Linked DNA regions of Mus musculus: all the other regions are linked to region 3. A link is a contact called in public HiChIP or PLAC-seq and promoter capture Hi-C data. All regions are on one chromosome and are shown on one strand. Each heading gives the region's core, a stretch centred on a gene start, on an enhancer-like site or on the middle of the called end of the contact. The rest is flanking DNA. Distances are from core to core; before and after follow the strand shown.

Region 1 (2,700 bases), core at 109-2,608, 430 kb before region 3:
AATGGTGGAAATACCATTTAAGCTGTAAAACTTAACACATAGACAGTACCACCTGCCAAAACTAAAACAAAGGCTTAATCCATTTAAGTCCGTAGTTTTGGGAAATGGACTGACCTTGCTTTTTGGCTTCTGTAGTTCTGCTTCTGGCTAACTGAAGCTTTTAAAAAAGTTTTATTTATTATTTCTAAGTACACTGTAGCTGTCTTCAGACACACCGGAAGAGGGCATCAGATCCCATTACAGATGGTTGTGAGCCACCATGTAGTTGCTGGGAATTGAACTCAGGACCTCTGAAAGAGCAGTCACTTCTCTTAACCACTGAGCCATCTCTCCAGCCCCCCATCTCCCCAGGCCCCAAGTAAATACTTTCTATTGGCTTAAACCCATGCCTGCATTCTTCTCTGGTGAATATCTCATAGCCCCCCAACATCCTATACATCTCAACATCTCATGAATAAAACACCCACATTCACAACATTAGAAAGAACTGACCAAGCCGGGCAGTGGTGGCACATGCCTTTAATCTCAGCACTTGGGAGGCAGAGGCAGAGGCAGGTGGATTTCTGAGTTAGAGGCCAGTCTGGCCTACAAAGTGAGTTCCAGGACAGGCTGGGCTATACAGAGAAACCCTGTCTCGGAAAAACCAATCCCCCACCCCCCTCCCCAAAAAAGAAAAAAAGAAAAGAAAGAACTGACCTAGGTTGAAGAAGTGTTATGCGCCTGGAGATGAGAGGCATGGAGGAGGAGGCATGGTGGCGAGCATGTGCAGCCTCAAGAAAGAAAATAAACACGGCTTGGAGGCAAGAGCGAGTCCACTTTGACTCAAACCAGAAATTCCTCATTTCTCTCTATTTTATTACCGTGGAAATTCGTGCACTCTTTATTTCCCCACAGTCCAAGCAGGGCCATTATGAAGCTAGTTTCCCTAGCTCTAGGGATAACTCGGGGCCATATACATTCTGGGCCAGTGCTCTAAAGGTTGAGTTACAGAGCACAGGATAATTAAGTGATCATTAATTAAGTTGTACTTCAGAGTGTTCCCCTGTCTCAATTAGGTAGTAAGCCCTCTGAAAGCCGGAATTCCATAATCCACCCCTTGTCCTGCAGGGAGAGTGAATGTTATTAGTTGAAGTGACTAGTGTATGGGGTGAATATTGAGAGTCCTTGATGAAAACGGTCGGGCTCAGAACCCGAAGTCAGGCGGATATGCTGGGTCGCACTCCCAATCGCAGGGGGCGCTCTAGGTCAGCCTCGCGATCGGAGCTGCGGCGCCGCTCTAGCCTCCAGGACGTCGCTCTCTGGTCTTGAGCCGGGGACAAGCGGCTGCTTTTTTGTCCTGGTGCGGCGGGAGCGCGCAGGGCGCGTGCGCACGCGGGGGTGTTTGGCTTCGCACGGAGCGTGAGAGGTGCGGGGCGGAGAGGCGCGAGGCGGCTGCGGACCCACGGAGCGGCAGACCGATCGGCCCCTGCGGCCCGCGGCGGCCAGGCGGCCCGAGATGTTGTCTGGGAAGAAGGCGGCGGCGGCGGCAGCGGCAGCGGCGGCGGCGGCGGCTGCTGGGACCGAGGCCGGGTCCGGGGCGGCGGGCGGTGCCGAGAACGGCTCTGAGGTGGCCGCGCCGCCCGCGGGCCTGACGGGCCCCACCGACATGGCTACGGGGGCGGCGGGCGAGCGCACTCCCCGAAAGAAGGAGCCTCCGCGGGCCTCGCCGCCCGGGGGCCTAGCCGAGCCGCCGGGGTCTGCTGGGCCCCAGGCGGGGCCCACAGCCGGGCCCGGCTCCGCGACGCCCATGGAGACCGGAATAGCCGAGACCCCGGAGGGCCGACGGACCAGCCGGCGCAAGCGGGCCAAGGTGAGGCCGTGATCGAACCGCTGGTCCCGGGGACCGGAGTGGGGCCGGGGGAGGGGAGGCCCGGCCTTTGTGCGGGGACCCGGTGTATCGGGCGCTGGAGGGTGTGACCCTGATGGTCTGACTGGGAAAGATGGCTTCCCGACGCGTTTGTCTACCTGTGTGTCTGATGTGTGCGGACGGCGGACGGCTTCTGGGTTGTGTACACCGGGGAGATGGGTGTGATGCTCTAAGAGTCAAGCTGCATGAAAAGAAAGAGACTTTTTCTTTGTTTTTGAAAGGTCTTGCTGTACGCCAGGTACGCGTAGACTCTTATTTCTTTCTTTCTTTTTTTTAAAGATAAAATAATAAAATATACAAAAACCAATCGTTTATTGTGCGTGTGCGAGTTGGGGTCATAGGATAGCTCGCCTGAGTCCTTCCTGTCTTTCCGCCATGCTAAGGAATCGAACTGAGGTTGTCAGGCCTGGAGGCCAGCGCTTTCTTGGGGCCCGGGTAGACTTTTTCAAATTGTGGAAGCGAATGAAGAATACCAGTTGGACACGGGGCGAATATAAAGATAAAGATTTGGCATCAAATCCAACACTATCCACAGATAACCTCTGTCTCACACCCCAGTATGCCAGATGGTGCATTTGGCACAGGGCCAGCGTTTTTCGTTTTCCCAAACACCACTGGACTGGTATTGTTAGCTTCATTTTAAGAATGAGTAAAAAGAGGTTTGCAGTTTCAGAGTTTGGTGTTTTGACAAGGTGTAATTCGATATTGAAACAAACAAACAAACAAACAAACAACCCTCTGGGTCAGTAACCTTGCTAAGCATTGGTGTGGCTTTATTGCACAGTATTAGCCTT
Region 2 (2,700 bases), core at 10-2,509, 490 kb after region 3:
CTCTGTATGTAAGCCCCTTAGTTTTAAGCCATCCGTGAGCCATCCATGAGCAGGACAGGCCCAAAGTTTGAGCTTGGCCACATGGGGAAAGTCACAGTTCAGAGTTGCCACACTTCACAGAGTCTTCAAGGGTTCCAGGGACTGGTATAGCACTGTATAAAATGTCATTCAGTCCTCAGGACAGACTACCCCTTGGGGCAAGGTGTTACCCACAGCCATCATCAAAGAGACACGGCTCAGAGATCAATGTTAACTAAACCAGTTTGTGTCAGGGATGGAACATAATCCCGTGTCCCCCAAGACCCTCGTTAACTCAAAAACACTGCTACAGAGCTGTGAGCTCGCTCAGGGCAGGGGCAGCACTGGTCATGGGCAAACCTAGGGCTCAGCCTTATTCCTCTGCCCTGTGTGTGCCCCTCTGGGGTACTTCTAAAGCAACCTATGAAGTGCTCTGAGCCTCAGTTTCCCTCACTTAAAAATGATGACTGTCTACCACTTAGAGCAGCTGGGTTGAAAACCTTAAGGAGAACACAGTGGCCAGGACAAAGAAGCAACCAAAAATAATATGAACGTTTATGATTGTTTATCGGCTCTAAGAACCCTTCCTGCTCCTTTGACTGCGTCTAGGACTCTGAAGTATGCCCATGGCTTCCTCCCTGGGGAAGTTGATGAGTGGAAAATTGGGGTTCGGTGCTTGGGTCCTGGCCTCGGGTATTCTGTGCCCCGCTGTCTTACCAGATGAAAGACAAAGAGAGAAAATGCCCCGTTAAAGAGTCTCCTAGCAGGGACCAGATCAACCAGAGCTGGATCCCGGCAGCTCCTGTATGTCCCCTATTAAAAGTGTCAATCAGGTATGCACTCTGGGATTCGGTCAACAAATACAGTCAACGCTTTCCGGTGTCTGTGCCTGGAACTCCCGGCCCTGCCTGGAATAAGGAAACCGGGATCCTTTCGTCCAGAAAAGGCCGTCCAAGCTCAGGATTGTTTCACTCTGGGACCAAGCAAACCCGCGGCAAGTGTACAGAATCCCTGAGGCCCAGCACCAAGTCCCCTCTCGGGACCTCGGGTGGGTGGCACATCTTCGCGGTCCCCGCGGTCCCCGCGGTCCGTACTTACCTAGGGCGCTCTGCAACAGGAACAGGAGTAGGGGCGCCCACCGGTCGGCCCGCCACATTTCGGTCCCTGGGGTCCCCGCCGCCCGCCGCAAGGCCCCTGGGCGGCAGGTGACAAGGGCGGCGGCCCAGGGAGGAGGAGCCTCCGGCGGTGCCACCGGTGGGGATTCACCTAGGGCTGCCCCGCGTCGCCTGCCGTGGGTGGGGGCGGGGCTCTCAGTAACATTTTTTAAAAATCAGACAAGAAATCCAGTTCTGGGGTTCCGTTGAGGAGTAAATAGCACCTAGGGTAGAGTTCGAGGAGACTGGCAAGACTCCCGTTTTGCAGGCGGAGCGGGGGATGGCACCCAGCCTGTCTTGCGAGTTTCTTACTGAGTTTCTGCAGGAATTCCCGGCAGGCTTGTTACTCCCCGCCTACATCGCGGTAAAAGCTTGGAGGAGGCTGTCCTAAGCTGCAACGCGGTCTGTGTCGCTACTAACCAGAAAGGACATCGCTTCAGGCTTTGTTTTCTATCCTGGAGCAGGGGACACTTCATTCCACCACACAAACCATTCTAACTAGCCAAGTGGGAAACGCTGGTTTTGTAAACAGAAGGGCCGAAACCAGAAACCTGCGAAACCACGGAAGGGGAAGCGGGATCTTTCTAAATTACTCTCCTTATAGGTAGAGTCGGGACAAGGCTAGGACAACAACGTGTGTGTGTGTGTGTGTGTGTGTGTGTGTGTGTGTGTGTGTGTGTCCTTTTGTGTGTAAGGATTAAGGGTTATGGACTTCATCTTCTGCATTTTGCCTGCACGGAGTGCGAATGGGGAGTTGGGGTGGATACCACATAGGTACATTGATATCTCTATGGAATTGTTGCAGAATACATACAAGATAGAAAAAGAACAAAAGCTGGACTTTTGGAAAGCAGGCCATTAGCTCAGGTTTCTCTTGATCTCCTGGGGGATTCAATAGACAGCTTAGTTTCTGTCTGGGGACCCAACTTTAACTCGAGTTATTTTGATTTGATTTTTTTTTTAAACTCTGCTCTGTTCAGGCCCAGCACAACAAGAGGTGTCTGGGATTTTTTAAACTACATTCGAGAAGCACAAAAACACATCCTAAAATTATGAGCTTTTTAAGGTACACACCTGCAATCCCAGCCCTGGGTTGATAGAGGTTGGGGGACCAGGAGTTCAAGGTTAACCTTGGCTATGTAAGAAATCAATCATTATGATCCATTTTCAGTATAAGGTGTGTTTAGGGCTCGTCAGAGATGGTGGAGGGGCTCTAGGCCCCTTTTTCCTCTGCCTAGCAGCTGGTGTCTGCTTCTCTAGGTATTGTCAGTGTGTTCTAGGGTTGAAAGTTACAGGTAGTCTGCCCGCCTGTAAGCTCACATATCAGAAAAGGAAAGGTTTGTGTCCTGTACCATTTAGATAAGGAATTCCGGAAGGGGACAATACTAGACAGCAGGTAGATTTTAGCTCCCTGAAGAATTCAGCCAATGGGAACCAAAGAGAGCCGAGAAATGAGATTAGGGGCATAAAAACCATTTTTGTGTCACATTTGGTGCCCCAAACATGTTTGCCTTTTCTCTGGGCTGAC
Region 3 (2,700 bases), core at 22-2,521:
TTGCATTGCTACTGGCTATTTCGGACGATGAGCAGGCTGTGGGGAGGACCTGAGGACAACACTTGAGAAGGAGCTGGCTAGACAACTCTGGTCCAGATACCAGGCTGGACCAGAGACCTGGGAGACCTATGCGGATTTAAAGTCACCAGGAAATCCCACAGGCCAAGCCCCTGGCCTGAAAAAGCAGGTGTTGGTTCTGGCGTAAACAATGAAAGAATGAATGAACTTAAGCATCGTCGATGCCTTGGAAGCTTCCTCAAGGTCACGCAGGCGCTAGGGGCACTGGGCTAGGTCTCCAGGCTCCCCTGACCAGTGCTCATTGCAGTCCGCGACAGCAGGCGAGATTACTTCACGGAGTCGGAAAATGAAAGGGTTCTCTCTACTGCCAGTCCCGCTTCCCCACCTCAACCAGCTGTAATCAAGCCGTAGGGCGTCCCAAGCACCCTCTCTCCTTTTTCCCCACCCAGACACGTATACGGGAAGTACAGGGGGTCCCCCAGCATTACCGGCAGCCGGCCTGCGGGTGCACATCGCACAATTTGGCCCTCGGGTCCGTGGGGAGTGGCGTCGAGGCAGGTGCCCAGCGCCACAGAGGAAGGCACCGTCTGCGTGTAAAGCGAAGTGTAGTAGGTGGTGGCGGTGGTGGCCGGGCAGAGCTGGGGGCTGCTCAGACCCGAAGGCCACAGCTCGGTGGGGTTCAGCGCCGGCAAGCTCTTTGTAGGTTGCGCCGTGGCCGGAGCCAGGGTCCGCGGCGCGCGCAGCATGGCGAGTGCGGCGCCCCCTACCCACTCGGGTCTGGCGCGCGCGCGCGGGGCACCTGCGGGCTTTGCAGCCGGCTGCACCGCGGACGCCGGGAGCAGCCGCCAATGGACGCCCGCCGGGCAAGGCCGGACCCTCCCCTCCTGGCCCGCCGCCCAGCGCTGCCGAGCTCGGAGATCGCCACTCGGAGATCGCGTGGCACAGGTGGCACTGCCAGGAGTTGGCCCGGTCCGGCTCGTGCCCCGAATATCTGGGCGTCCGGAGTCGCGCCCGTGCGTGAAAGCGTCCCGGAATGCCCACGGACCCCGCGGACACTCGTGTGCTCTGACCCGCGAAGGGTGTCCTGTGCGCCCTGCTGAGCTCTGCGTTCACCCCTCTAGTTCCCGTCCCTTGCTTGGACTCCTTTTTCTTTTCTTTCTTCTTTTTTCTTTCTTTTTCTTTTTTTTTTCTTTTTTTTTTTTTTTAGCGCCAAACTATATGCCGCCAAATTCGGATCTCCCGCGGAAAATGCCGCGCCTCGATTGGCTGCTACAATATATATAGGCTCCTCCCACCCACCCACCCCCGGAAAGGCTTAGTCTAAGAAACAGCGATTACGACAGGAGCTTAGTGGCTTAAAGGGGCCGCGACATCTGCTGACTTCAGCGTCCTCTTGTAACAGTAGGCGAAACTGAGGCAGGAGGTGCATCTGGAACACCCAGCATAAGGACCAACAGTACAGCGAAGAGCGCTGAGGAGCGGACCTCTTTTCCTTGGGGGTGGGGCCAAACATTGAAAGAGAGTCAGAGTCGGGACCTGAGTCTTGACCCTCAAGTGCATTTCCCTGGCCACAAAACCTTTTGTTTTCGCTTTGTTGCTTAGTTAGGTTAAATCATTTATTAATATATTAATTAATATAACCAATATGTCCTCTTTCTCTTCAAATGAAACCCAGGAACCTGTTCCTCCAGGCTTTAATTGGCAGAGGGGCAGGGAAGGGTGGCGCCTCCCTTTTATGTTTTTCTTCAGGAAAAAAACTAACCTCTATTGAGCGCCTACTGTACGCCCGTACAGTACACTAAGATTAGACCATTATATATGTTATGTTGTTTAATTTATCCCATCAATCCGGAGAAGTGGGATGGGTAAGACCAGGGAGTCGGAGGGGCGGGATATTGTGCCTCGGGTCATTCACAGATTCGCTGATCTGAGAATTGGCAGTCAAATGTAGGACAGTCCAGGTCGGGAGTCTTTGTTCTAGTAAAGAGCTCCTTTCCACTCTCCCAAACTCTGCCCCGCCCTTGACAGGCACAGCGTGGGTGAGGGTCCAGAGTTTGTCAGGTCATTTTCCCCAACAGGACCCAGCACTCTTCCTTCCTGAATCAAACACCTCCAGGTTTCTTCTACACAAATTTTTGTTTGTTTGTTTTTGTTTTTGTTTTTGTTTTTGTGAGACAGGGTTTCTCGGTGTAGCCCTGGCTGTCCTGGAACTCACTTTGTAGACCAGGCTGGCCTCAAACTCAGAAATCCACCTGCCTCTGCCTTCCAAGCACTGGGGTTAAAGGCGTGCGCCACCATTGACCGGCCTAAACAATTATTTTACCACAACAGGAGGGGGGGTGGGCTGAGTCCCCGTGTTAAGACCTGATCAGATCATCACAAACCAGGTAGCCCAGGCTTTCTCTTCGACATTCTTAATTCACATCCAGTCCCCTAACCCTTTTGTGAAAGCTGTTTGACAAGATTTCTTCTCCATTCTCTGGGTCTTTTTTTTTTTTCTCTCTCTCTCTCATTCCTTATGTCGGAGTCACAGAGAAATCTCATGGCACAGTATATGCAAAGCCTTCGGCACAGAGCTTGGTCCATGAGAATCGACAGCTGTTGCTATATCAGACTTGATCTGGAATACACAGGCCTCTTTAGTCTACAGTAGACCACCAAGAGGTGGTGACACATGACTTT

The links. HiChIP or PLAC-seq counts read pairs in DNA pulled down with a chosen protein or histone mark. Capture Hi-C pulls out chosen DNA fragments and counts their contacts.
Region 1: an H3K27ac HiChIP or PLAC-seq map of embryonic stem cells shows a contact between it and region 3, with 6 times the contacts expected there. The contact joins the promoter of Kdm1a here to the promoter of E2f2 in region 3. A contact is called at or near these places in 7 of 39 promoter capture datasets (the 3T3-L1 cell line, 3T3-L1-derived adipocytes, the C10 cell line and 3 more), 1 of 15 datasets of contacts at CTCF or cohesin (large pre-B cells), 2 of 484 Hi-C or Micro-C datasets (adipose-derived mesenchymal stem cells and embryonic stem cells), 9 of 115 datasets of contacts at active chromatin or transcription factors (embryonic midbrain, embryonic stem cells, memory CD8 T cells and 3 more) and 3 of 9 other capture datasets (adipose tissue, liver and macrophages).
Region 2: a promoter capture Hi-C map of pancreatic islet shows a contact between it and region 3. The contact joins the promoter of Ifnlr1 here to the promoter of E2f2 in region 3. A contact is called at or near these places in 1 of 39 promoter capture datasets (embryonic stem cells), 1 of 115 datasets of contacts at active chromatin or transcription factors (pancreatic cancer cells) and 1 of 9 other capture datasets (pancreatic islet).

Annotation. Positions count from the first base shown.
Region 1 is chr4:136,601,381-136,604,080 of GRCm38.p6, reverse strand. It overlaps Kdm1a (lysine (K)-specific demethylase 1A), which reads left to right and starts at 1,358. Exons shown (of 20, transcript NM_001347221.1): 1 at 1,358-1,849. The coding sequence starts at 1,496.
Region 2 is chr4:135,685,016-135,687,715 of GRCm38.p6, reverse strand. Ifnlr1 (interferon lambda receptor 1) reads right to left here and starts at 1,259. Exons shown (of 7, transcript NM_174851.3): 1 at 1,117-1,259. The coding sequence starts at 1,174.
Region 3 is chr4:136,170,845-136,173,544 of GRCm38.p6, reverse strand. It overlaps E2f2 (E2F transcription factor 2), which reads right to left and starts at 1,271. Exons shown (of 7, transcript NM_177733.7): 1 at 507-1,271. The coding sequence starts at 764.